Linked DNA regions of Mus musculus: all the other regions are linked to region 3. The links are chromatin contacts, called in public Hi-C maps. All regions are on one chromosome and are shown on one strand. Each heading gives the region's core, a stretch centred on a gene start, on an enhancer-like site or on the middle of the called end of the contact. The rest is flanking DNA. Distances are from core to core; before and after follow the strand shown.

Region 1 (4,354 bases), core at 1,514-4,013, 330 kb before region 3:
TGGCTCTTCCATGGGGGCTGTGGGTGGGTAGAAGCCTTCAGCAAGGCAGTGGGAGCTCACTCAGCTGTGAGGGCCGGAGGACTCAAACCACAGGCTAAAGCCTACACCTTTCTGTGTCCTCAGTTTAATGCTGAATATATCCTGAAGAAAAAAAAAGCAACTAAAATTTGTATATATTTATCTGGTATTTTTGTAAACAAGACAAGAGTCTGAGAGTCGCCAGAGAACTTTCAAGGCAGTACAGAAATAGTTGTGAATGTGGAAGCAGCCCACAAACACTATTTAGTTTGTGGGGATGTTACCTCAGGCGCACAGCTAGACAAAGGCAGAGTTAGATCCGTGCCAGATGTGGCTGGACCTAGTTCTGCTGGACCATATTTTAATTCGGTTTTGTTTTTTGTGTTTTTTTGTTTGTTTGCTTGTTTTGTTTTGTTTTCATGGGCTGGTTTCCAAAAGGAAATTGTTTACTGCAAATAATAAAAAATAAATAGAGTTCTCTCTACAGTTTATAAGATGTGGGAGAATAGATTGCCCCAGCCTTTACAAAGCCCTTTCTGTTTTGAAGGGCAGATAGACCCCGATGACACACCTTTCACGTAGCCCGTGGAACCCCCACATTTGAGCAGAACAGAGTAGCAACAAGCCGTTGACTCTCCAGACGGCTTGAAAAGTCTTTACAGTGTGATGGGGGGCAGGGGGGGGGCGGGACTAGTGTGTGCTGATTGAGAACTGGGAGAAGATTTGAAAATGTATTTCTGCAAGCAAAATATGCAGCTGTATGCTGAATATGTGTGTGCCTCTGGAGACGGCTGTAATAGCACACAACTGTGTACACGTACTCACCATGGCTGTGACATACCGGTTACAATGGCTCTAGTGGTAAGCTTTATTTTCCCACAACTGTGTCACTATCAACAACAACAACAACAGCAAGAGAAAACTGTAGGAAAGTTTCAAATCAGCACTACGAGGCCTGAACTTGTAAATTTGACACACTCGGGAAGGAACCTCAGTTGAAGAGCTGCCTCCATCCCCTTGGCCTGTCGGCATGTTTGTGGGGGCATTTTCTTGATGGCAAATTATGGAAGAGAGCCTAGCCCACTGTGGGCAACACCATCCCTAGACAGATGAGACTGGGCTGTATAGGAAAAGAATCTAAGCATGAACCTGGGTGGAAGGCAGTAAGCAGCATCCCTCCATAGTCTCTCTCTGCAAAGGTTCCTGCTTGAATTTACCCAGTGACGGAATGTGCAGTGGAAGTGTGAGACGATCAAACCCTTTCCTCGCCCAAGTCGCGTCTGGTCATGGTGTTTATCACAGCCACAGAAAGCAAATGAGGGCAAGCACATGCAAGCTCATTCACCGTGTTCTATCTGTTCTTGCTATGAGCCTGTCCGTACTTCCAGAGACACCAACAGGCCAGACAGGAAGGCTGGCTGGCCTGGTCTTCTAGTCTCAGTGCCAACACCCAGATCAGTACCATCTCTGCTTGATATCACGTGGACACTTCAAACACCAGTTGCACAACTGAATGATTGTCCTACCGTGTCTGCTTTTCCTCTCCTATGCAGACATGGCCACCACAGTCCCAAAGACGGCATGGCTTCTCTTAGTTACACAGTCCCAAAGACGGCATGGCTTCTCCTCTGTTCGGCAATGACATGAGTATTATATCACGTTCCTGGTCAAAATACTGATATGGGAGCCAGGGAGATAGCTCAGCAGGTAAAGGCACTTGCTAAGAGGCGTGACGACACAATTTCTATTTCTAAGACCCATATAGTAGAAGACTGGCCTTCACAAGTGGCCTTCACATGCGTAAATTCATATGCAGTAAACAAGTATTAACAAAAAGCAACAAAATACAATATTGAATTGGGAAAGCCAATATTTTAATGCAGCTATAGTCCAAATTGTAGTAGGATTTTTTAGGTAATTTAATGATCTGTTTCTAATATTTTTGAAATATTAATAGCACAAAGTGGATATTTTTTGCTATTAATATTAATACTTTGGTCTTGCTTCACTCACAGTTTATTTATTTCGATCCAAATCAGCATAGAGTACCTGACGTGGACCCAGAGATTGACAGATTGAAATAAGGAATGCAGCCAGGTAGATAAACAAACCATTTATGTCAGTCTTTGCCTTGTCTCCTCTCCAGTCATCGCCTGCTCGTCCCCCTCAAACATAGATGAGGTATTTCTTGGGCACTTGAAACTCTTCAAGAGTAAATAGAGAAGCCGAGCGTCATGGCATGCACCTGTAATTCCGGCATCTCAGAGGCTGACTCAGGAGGACTGTGAGTTATAGGCTAGCTTGGCCTATACAGTAAGATAATATCTAAAGAAAAAAAGAACAGAATTTTTGTCTTTGGGGGTCATTCAATGTTGTTTTTTCATGTGTAAGCTCCCAAGTGGCCTAAACTGTAAAATGTTCACCAAATACCTTTTGCTTTTATTTCATCTATGTTTTGCTATAAGTTATTTTTAATTTAATAAACCTCCATGTCAGAACATATAGTTGTCAGCAAACCAAAAGGAGCTGTGAAGAGGCTGTGACTGGGCTTGTCTGCCTTGCTCCTTAGGGCTATTTAGATTCAGGGACAAGGTCAGCTTCCTTCCACAAAGCCCAGTTCAGGCAGCAGCCAGTGTTTCTTGAATAAATGATCTTTAAGCTGTTCAACAACTGCACCCACAGAGAGAAGGTTCCAGAAGGGCAGGCACCAGAGGCGTGCCACAGGCTTCCCTTTGCCCTGCTTTCTACACCGGTTTTCACCAGTGATTCAGTGAATTTGCTTACGTCACCCTCGAGATTTTGTGAATGGTGACAGTCTGGAAGAAATAAATAATGAGCTTGCAGGCACACAAGGATGAATGAATGCTCTCAGAGCCTGATGCCAGAAGAGGAAAGGGAAGAGGAGGAGGAAACAGACTTTATGAAGGTGAATTTTCGTACAGATTAACATGAAAAGCAGAAATCCAGGCTGGAGAGATGGCTCAGCGGTTAAGAGCACTGACTGCTCTTCTGAAGATCTGGAGTTCAAATCCCAGCGACCACATGGTGGCTCACAACCATCCGTAATGAGATCCGACACCCTCTTCTGGTGCATCTGGAGACAGCTATGATGTACTTATGTGTAATAATAAATCAATCTTTGGGCTGGAGCGATCAGGGACTGAGCGAGCGGGTTCGACCAGAGAGAGCAGAGGTCCTAAAAACTCAACTCCCAACAACCACATGGAGGTGGCCCACAATCATCTGTACATCTATAGTGTACTCATATACATAAAATAAAATAAATAAATCTTTAAAAAAAAAGAAAAGCATGAATCCACCCCATTCCCCCACCCCCACCCCTATCTCACACACAGCTCTGCTGGGTAAAGGTGGACAAGCATAGGACAGAGGCAGACTTCTGAGAACAAAGTTTAGAAACCCAACAGCAGGATGTCCATGTCTACAAAGTTACACCATTACAAATTTAGTAACAATTGCTTGGATTAAGACTGCTTAATATGTGACTCCCATTCTGGATTTCCATGAAACCTGTTGGGCTGTGTCATCTTCTCCTTGAGGGGAATATATATCGTGTGCCATCGAACAGTGAGCTCTATGAATCATGAGAAAATGAAATCTTGCCTAAGCTTCACAGAAGCATGTAAGGACTCGACCGGGGGTAGAACCGGCCTGGAACTTGGCAGTCAGTCTTCCCCATGACTAGGAGACTGGCATAGTTGTGGCTAAATGCCGATCAGTAGTCAAGCGCTTCTCCTGTTTGTATACTCCAAGTGTCTTCTAGAAGATTCTCGAATGCTAAGACATACCATACAGGGATTGTTCCAACAAATAACTTCTCCTTGAGCACTTCCCTCAACACCACTGTCAGTTCCCTGCATGTAGGTCAGAAACAGCACAGGAGGCTTCCCGGTGACAAGGACCCGGACAGTCTGCCTCCCTTTGTCTTTCTGCCTTCAGTTTTTCTCTTCCTTTATGTGCGTTATTCCTCTCTATCAATGCCAGGGCATCCACTGAAGCAATGTAAACAAATTAAACCTCAGACTCATTAGAAAACAAGTTGGAGCAGTCGGCCAATGGTATGGACTTTACAATATACCGTGGCTATTATTCATAAGCGATGACAAGCCCAAAAATGTGGCCTCTTTAAACACGTAGGTACCAGTCTACAAGCCTCACACTGCCATACTGCTTCCTGAAGAGATTTCCACACACACGCCCCCCTCTGCTGCATGGCAGATGCTAGAGAGGCAGCCTACAATTATGCCTCAGTAAATTAAATTCATGCGCATGAAATGGTTTCGAAACCATCGCCAGATTCCAGAGATCTGTTTGC
Region 2 (4,175 bases), core at 1,179-3,678, 310 kb before region 3:
GCCCTGTCTCAAAAAAACAAAAAACAAGAAAAAAAAAAACCCAAAAACAAACAAACAAACAAAACCCTTATGAATTAAGTTTCTATCTGCCTAAAACTTACTAAGTCATCTGAACTGATTTTCCAACAATATTCCATAATGGTTAACCCCATGTAGTCTGTACTTCTTTTCCCTTCTCCCTGATAACAGAAATTTCATCCGTTCCTTGTCCTGTGCACAAGACCAGACCCAAGACAGGGACTCTTTGTGGACAAATGACTAGTGACGGTTTGCACGCGCCTCTTCTTTGGAATAAGAGGTTACATTTTGTAAAGGAAAGGATGAATTTTTGATGTAGCTCCTTGGGCTTCAAAATATATAATATATATAAGAAAGCTAAATCCAGAGGGAAAGTCACTTAGGGCCTCAAAAATCCTGCCAAGGCTCCATACCCACTCACAGGTGATGACTGGGAGAGGCTATGTTTACAGATTGGCATAAACATACAGAGGAAAGGCATGTGCAAAGCACTCTGCAGACTGCCACAGACGTAACACAGGCTTGAAAATTCCCCAATCCTAATCCATGCTGTGCGCTCTTTTAAAAAATTGTTTGTCCCTCTCCTGTTCAACAGTGAATTTCTTTGAGTGAGACACTGTGTGTCTGCTTCCTAATATTATCTAGTTGCTCAGAGTAGGCACATGCCTTAGACATTGTTTCTCCTTTTTCTCTAGAGTGGATGTGATCTTCAGTCTGATGACCTTGTCCAATGGACACAGCCGTGGTCAATCTTCCCTCCCTGTCTCTGCTGTAATCACTCAGGCCCATATCGTGTTTTCCCTTAAAATAGCATTAAAGCCTTTTAACTCTGCTCTTATCTCCTCCTTCGATCCCTACCATCCAGCAGGTTCCCCATTGATGTGGATTTTCTAAAACAGAAATATGCCCCTGTGCTGCCCTAAATAGTTTCAATAGTTTCTTCAGGGGCTGAACCATTACTTTCTGAACCTTATCCAGCTCCTTTAGCACAGTGTTCAGGGCTTAGCACCACAGTCTCACCAGTCCCTCCCAGCTTTCATTCACTTTCTCCTTCCAGAACAATCCACCTTGAAAGCTGCCCTCCTGCGTGTGTATCATTGCCCATAGTACTCCCACATATCCCATAGTGCTCCCACTTTGTCTATAGTACTCCCATACTTCCCATAGTGCTCTCACAAGTCCCATAGTGCTTCCACATTGCTCATAGTGCTCTCACATTGCTCATAGTGCTCCCATACTGCCCATAGTGCACCCACGTTGTTCATAGTGCTTATACACACACACACACACACACACACACACACACACACACACACACACACACACACACATGCTTCTAATCCAAATGAAGACCCATGTGTCCTGGGTGAACTTGACAGGCCATGTGAGAAACCACTCCCATCTTCACCATTTATTGGGGAGTCTAACCATGGCTCGTTCTTTGGTCTCTTCAGCCATCACACTGCTGATTCTGTAGACTATCTTGGCTCTACTCTGTTAAAATAAGGTGAGCCACTCACAGGTATGAGCTGGAGGAAGTTTCCCATTTGTAATAATCTTGAAACTGTGAACGCATGTTAACAGTAGCGGCCCAATATTAAGTAGTAGACAACAGAAGTCACATTTTATGGGTTTTAAAAGTACATCATTCAAGCCAGATAAGGTGGGTCAACTCTGTGATTCCAGAACTCAAATGGTTGAGACAGAGGGATTGCCAAAAGTTCTAAGCCAGCCTGTGCTATGTACTGAGTTCTTACCAGCCTGGGCTAAGACTGAAGCCATGTTTCAAAAATAAATAAAAAATCAAAGTACAACCGCAGAAGTTCATCATTCATGTGCTGGGAGAAAGTCAGACAGAGAAGGATAGAACTATCCTTGGGCCACATGCCTAAGAGGCAGAGTCAGAAATCTAAGCTGTCGGGAGCCAGCACTCCTCACCTGCCATTCCAATGGGTAACTGCTATCTAGAAGCCTTAGATGCTGGGAAATATTTGGAGTAACATACCAGCTTGTTTCAAAGGCCTTTCTATGCTACACCAGCAGCAACCCCAATAGAGGGACGAGGTAGGTAAGTATGTTGGTAGATTCCAGTTAAACCAAACAGCATTCAAGGCAGGATAAAGTGATGCCTAACACTGAGGTAAATGAGGTAGGAGAGGGAGGTGTAGCTGGCGACGAGGACCCCTTCTGTGACAAGGGGATATTTGAGACCATTTGCTCCTTACCAGGGTCTTAGTGCTTAGCTCCCAGGATCACTCTGCTGCTCCCATTAGAATTTCCATTCTATTAATAATGTTGACCTAAGTCCCAGCACCTGTTAGGACGTTATCTCACAGTCAAAGTAAAAGAGTCTGGCTTACCCCTCCCACCGGCTTCATTTCTGCAACATTGTTGCCTTTAAATGTTTGTTTTTCCTTGTCTGCCTGTTACCCTTGACCTGGTTGGATTGCTAGAGGGGATCTGCCCCAGCACTCCCTGTTCAGAGTCTCAGCCACAGAAATGGCGAAGGTGAGAGCAAAAACAGAAAAAAATAGCTCCTGGATTTAACAGCACCCTCCCTTCCTTCCTTCTTTTGAGGACAAAGGAATCTTTAGTCAAAATGTGTCTTTAGGGCTTGGTTGTCAAACATATTTGTAAAACTACAACTAAATGTATGTATCAAGTCCAGGTTTTTAGTGAAATTGAACCTTCTCATTTGCCCTGTTGGAGAATTCCTTTAGAAATGCCTTCCTTAAATCCCAGTTAGAGTGGGTTTAACACAAGTTCACGCTGTTGGGGCTGGAGAGATAGTTCAGTGGTTAAGAGAACTGGCTGTTCTTCCAAAGAACTTGGGTTCAAGTCTCAGCACCCACATGGCAGCTCACAGCTGTCAGTAACTCCAGGGGATCCGACATCCTCACACAGACATACATGCAAGCAAAACACCAATGTGCATAAAGTAAAATCAAGTTCACATTGTTATTAGCCTTATGTTGGTGAGATGTTCAAATGGGCTAATAATAACCTGAAAGCTTTTGGCCTGAATGTAGAAAAATAACATGTGTACACAAAGAAACCAAAAACTGCTCCGTGTCTGACTTCCCTTGTCTTAATAGGTTTTCCTGGCTTTCTGAGGCTTTGAATTATATCATAAGACCTAAATGTACGCCTGTAATCCCATCACACTAGAGGCAGAAACATGAGGATTATGAGTTTAAGGCCATCCTTGCCTACACAGCAAGTTCAAGGCCAGCCTTGTAACCACACAAGACCCAGTCTTAAAAAAAAAAAAAAAGAGCCAACTGAACATCTTAGACCTGTGCTCAGTGTAGACACAGCATTTACGCAGCCCCGTCCCACTCCACAGCGAAGGGAGCAGTGTGTGCTTACATGTGGTACAGTCACAGTGGTGATCTGCTCTCCTTACCCATGAGTCTCTGCACGCCTCCCTCCAGCGCAGCAGCTTCAGGATGTCTAGAGTCATCTGTCAATCACCAAAGTCTAGTCAGGCCCTTTTCTGGGTCAGAACTGCCCCCATGAGTGAGGGTGAGGGTCTATCAGTGACACCATTGAGCATTACCCCCTATGACCCCTCACACCCTACCCACAAGCTCCTCCTTAGGACTGTGCCCTTTGCCCAGGCTACCCCCTTCCGTGACTACTTCTCCCACTGTCCTCTAGGCAAATATCTCTATTTGCTCTTTAATTACAACTCGAACATCCACCATCTTGGCTCTGTTACCCCTCCACAGCACCCCCTTCACCTGGAATTGCACCACTCTCTGCCTGCTGTAACTGTGGCATTTTTACACAACACTGAGCTATCCGTTGGCATAGCCTCAGCACCCCATACTCTGGAGTCCTAGAGACCATGACTGTTTCTGTTTCATATGTGGTGGTTTGAATGAGAATGACTCATAGATTCAAATGCTTGGTCCCAGGTAGTGGCACTATTTGAAAGGATTAGGAGGTGTGGCCTTGTTGGAGGAAGTGTGTCATTGGAGGTGGGCTTTGAAGTTTCAGAAGTCCGTGCCAAACCCAAAGTCTCTCTGCTTGTGGATCAGAATGTAGCTCTCAGCGACTTCTCCAGCATCATGTTTGCCTGTGTGCTGTCATGTTCCCCACCATGACATCAATGGACTAAAGCTCTGAAACTGTAAGCTCTAATCAAATGTTTT
Region 3 (3,862 bases), core at 395-2,894:
ATGACCAAATGTCTACAGAAGACACTTTGCCACAAGCCCTTGCTGCAGTTTCCTCCAAACAGCCTGTCCTTAAACCACTACAGGAAATGAGAATGGAGAGAGAGAGAGACAGAGCTTGCTTCCCCACCAAAGAGACACAGAGCGTACCGATCCGACCCCGGCCTGCCCCGGGCCTCCCTTTTGGAGCACAGTCCCCAGGTAAAGGGGACAGAAGTAGAGCTTTGTTCTTAGGTTAAGAGAGCAATAGGACACAGCAGTGCGTCTGGACCACCAGCATCGCACAGGGCGTCTGGAGCCATCTTCAGAATCTCTTCTTTTGGAGAGACTCAGTGGACGTCTCTCAGTGAGCTCAGTGCTCCGGTGTCCTGGGCGGTGGAGAGCAGAGCGGTATGCGAGTGTGTGTCTGCAGGCACGTGTGTGTAGGAGTCCCCACAAGACCTTGTCTTGGGGACAGTGTATGTGGCAGGGATTGTGGTTCAGATTTGACTCACACTGAGTAGGAGGCCTTTATCATTTTAAAAGCAAAGTGAGCTTGGGCTTCCTGCGTTTTCTGACTCAGCGTCCTCATCTATGGATAAGGAATGAAGCAGCTGGTCTCCCCATGGAGCAGTTGAAGGGAATAAAGGGGGCTGGATTGTCTGTTGTGAATTGCCTAGTCCAGTGCGTGTGTCACACAGTAGGTCCACAGTGAAGGTCACCCTGTTACTACCACAATGACTTCAAGTGTGGGCCCAGAGCCCTTGTTTCTTCTGAGCTAACGGGAAAAGGTAACGAGAGAACGCTACCCAGCAAATACTAAGCCACTGTTTAGAACAGATTGCTGTTTTGTTTTGTTTTTTTTTTTTAAAGGCTGGGTAAAAGCTCAAATCCCATTGTCCTTAGAGTTCAAAGGCAGCCCAAGCTCTTGTGCGTTCTGTCCCAGGAGGCCAAGGCTCAGCTGCCCCAGAGAATCCGTGACAACGCCATTGTATGAAAGGCAGGCACGCTGCGTGTTTTAAAGAAGAGTTACTTTCACACAGGCAACTGCTTTCGACGGATGCCAAGAACAGTAAAAGCTGGGTTCTGACGGGTGAAGCGTGCCCTCAGCAAGGGCTCTTGGCAGAGGACCGGCAGTGTTGCGCCATGACATCAGAAGCTGTTGGGCTGTGTGAGCAATGCCAGAGAGCAAAAGATCCAGTGAAAACGAGGGCTATTTGAAGTTTTCCAGGCCTGAACAAGTGTGGGGAAAAAATCCCCTATGCCGAGGACAGCTGGTTTCCTTAGCACCCAGCACGAGGACCAGATCTAACCTTCTTTCCATATTAATCCATTGCCTGTATGAATTTGCAGATTCTGGGGGGGGGGTGTAATTTGAGAGGTACTACTTGGCTCACAAACGGCCCCTCACCCATAACAAGAAACTATGTATATTGTAATTGCTTCACTATGATGTAAACGGCAAGCCCCAGCGTGTCAGCCTTGTTCTGGATGGCGTTGGATGCTTGAGCAGTTTTGCCTTGTTGCCTTATTTTATTTTATTTTATTTTTTTTAAAATTGTTTTTGGCATCTGTCCAGCAGTACTTAGCCACAGTCTCCTGCCCCCAGCTCGCAGGCCCTGAACCCATTTAGCCTGTTAACCAAGCCTGTTGAGTAATCAGGGCAGGAACATAGAAACCTTACTCACCTTCCTGAAACCTTTCCCTAATTGGGCAATCAATTTGTGTCCTTCCAGTCCCGACAAGAGAGGTACACGCTCTTGGCTTTCCAGGAGCATGGGATTAAGATAGCAGTTCATTTATCTGGGTTCTGGCAGCTTTCTTACACACACACACACACACACACACACACACACACACACACAAATCCTCACATCCTTCCTCAGGCCTTACTTTTCTTGATTCTTGAGTAAGTAAAAGTGTAAAAACATCATCTAAAAACCACCCATGTACATTAAAAAAAATCCCACCAAGCCGGGCGTGGTGGCGCATGCCTTTAATCCCAGCACTCGGGAGGCAGAGGCAGGCGGATTTCTGAGTTTGAGGCCAGCCTGGTCTACAAAGTGAGTTCCAGGACAGCCAGGGCTATAAAGAGAAACCCTGTCTTGAAAAACCAAAAAAAAAAAAAAAAATCCCACCAACAAAAAAGCCCTTCTCAAACTTAAGAGAGGTGCCATTTCAAATCTATAAATAGGTCTAAAATTAAAAAAAAAAATAGCAGGCCCCGATAAGGGGGAATGGATGCCTCCAACGTTGCTGGTAGGAGCACAAAATGTATAGCAAGTTTAGAACACATCTCAAATGACTGAGCATGGGCTCCCTACGAGACCCAGCAGTGCCCCATCTCTGTATGTCAGAGAAACAAAAACACGTGCACGAATGTCTCCAGCAATGCTATTCACACCCGAGTGGACACACTCCCAATGCCCATCCAATGGGTTGCTACATGGCCATAATAGAAAGGAAGTGTTGACTCTCTAGAGTGGATGAACCCTGAAATCACCACAGCCTTCACTCATGCCAAGTGGAAAAAGACAGTCAAAAGGCCACAGACAATACGGAACCATTTACACAGCATGTCTAGAACTGGCCAGCTTGCAGAGACGGCAGGCTAGGCTGATGGCTGCTAAAATCTGAGAAGGTGAGTGGTATTGACTGCTTTCTGGGTCGAAGCTTCCTTCTGGGGTGATGAAAGGGTTTAAAGATGGCTACGCTCAGCTGAGAGCGCAATGGAGGAGTTTTGCCCTTCCTGTTCCAAGCTTTTCAACGCCAGCGATTTACAGCTAGGTGCTCAGGCAAAGACTTACAGCTGTCAGTCGGGAACTTAGGTGGTGGCACCGGTCTTTAAACCTTCCACCCGGAAGGCAAGGCTGGAGGATCTCTGAGTTCGAGGCCAGCCTGGTCTACAAATCGAGTCCAGGACAGGCAGGGCTACACAGAGAAACCCTGTCTCGGTAAACAAAGCAAAACCAAACGAAACGATTCAGGCCAATGCTAATACGTAAAGGCAGAGTAAACCAGGGGCTCTTCCAACCATCCAATGTATTCCTTTAGGGTGGAGCAAGTGGTGCTAGCTATGATCAGGACTCTCTCTGATCAGGCATTTTCCTACCTGGTTACATACAACAGTTCTCCGTCAAAAGCTTTTCCTCACTAGTACGACACCTTCTGACTGAATCAAAACAGTACACCTGGATTTCTTATGTGAGTGTTCGGCGTTTGTTAGAGACATGTGCATACTTACTTCCGTCCACTTTCGCAGTTCAGGCACGATCCTATTAGGTGCTAGAATCTGCACAGCTTGGATGTGGAGGGGAAGCCCACCTCTGCAGCTGTGCGGAGGGAATCACCCAAGCGGGGGTGGGAGCAGGGGGGTTATGACAATCAGCTCTGTTGGGACGGATCACATGTCCTGTGAGAATTCCCTCACCCGTGCTCCTGCATGCAAGCCAAGCAAACTCATTGTGGTAGCCCGAGCTAGATTTGGAGGGATTTGCTACTTTGGCCTGAAGTTGGTGCCCTATAAGGATGGATAGATATTTGATCACATCTTCCCAGGAAAATTCACACAATGTGGTACGTGCTTCTACTAGGCTAGGTAATTCTCTGGTCTCCTACTCCAATTGTGTGGCCCTGAGAGTTGCGTCCGAGGAACACTTTGACACCTTCTCAGAACTCAAGCTTGAATGATCTTGCAGAACGAGAAGAACAAAACGTTCTGTTCACTATTAAACGTTTTTGCGTTTTTGGCTCATCTTAGATGATGACTTCTTTTGATTTGGGCTGCTAAGGTTGGTTTTCTTTGAGTGTGAATGTCGTGTGCGATGCAAACTCGACAGTTTCACTTGATGGTTAATCTCTGAGACGGTGCAATGCCTTTCTCACT

Evidence for each region. A called contact is a pair of places that touch in the nucleus more often than the background predicts.
Region 1: a Hi-C map of epidermal suprabasal cells shows a contact between it and region 3, with 4 times the contacts expected there. The contact joins two enhancer-like sites. A contact is called at or near these places in 3 of 484 Hi-C or Micro-C datasets (CD4 T cells, epidermal suprabasal cells and gonadal supporting cells).
Region 2: a contact with region 3 is called in a Hi-C map of liver, with 1.9 times the contacts expected there. The contact joins two enhancer-like sites. A contact is called at or near these places in 1 of 15 datasets of contacts at CTCF or cohesin (pro-B cells), 7 of 484 Hi-C or Micro-C datasets (CD4 T cells, ECoMG myeloid progenitors, Sertoli cells and 3 more) and 2 of 115 datasets of contacts at active chromatin or transcription factors (embryonic stem cells and large pre-B cells).

The regions. Positions count from the first base shown.
Region 1 is chr15:96,877,395-96,881,748 of GRCm38.p6, reverse strand. No RefSeq gene overlaps it. Among named protein-coding and RNA genes, the nearest start is that of Gm32677, 41 kb to the right of the region's middle. Within about 2 kb of position 2,763, at least 21 of the 459 cell types and tissues checked have an H3K27ac peak or open chromatin away from gene starts, as enhancers often do. A contact at or near this core is called in epidermal suprabasal cells, where this site is marked.
Region 2 is chr15:96,856,189-96,860,363 of GRCm38.p6, reverse strand. No RefSeq gene overlaps it. Among named protein-coding and RNA genes, the nearest start is that of Gm32677, 20 kb to the right of the region's middle. Within about 2 kb of position 2,428, at least 10 of the 459 cell types and tissues checked have an H3K27ac peak or open chromatin away from gene starts, as enhancers often do. A contact at or near this core is called in liver, where this site is marked.
Region 3 is chr15:96,545,218-96,549,079 of GRCm38.p6, reverse strand. No RefSeq gene overlaps it. Among named protein-coding and RNA genes, the nearest start is that of Gm32457, 35 kb to the left of the region's middle. Within about 2 kb of position 1,644, at least 74 of the 459 cell types and tissues checked have an H3K27ac peak or open chromatin away from gene starts, as enhancers often do. A contact at or near this core is called in epidermal suprabasal cells and liver, where this site is marked.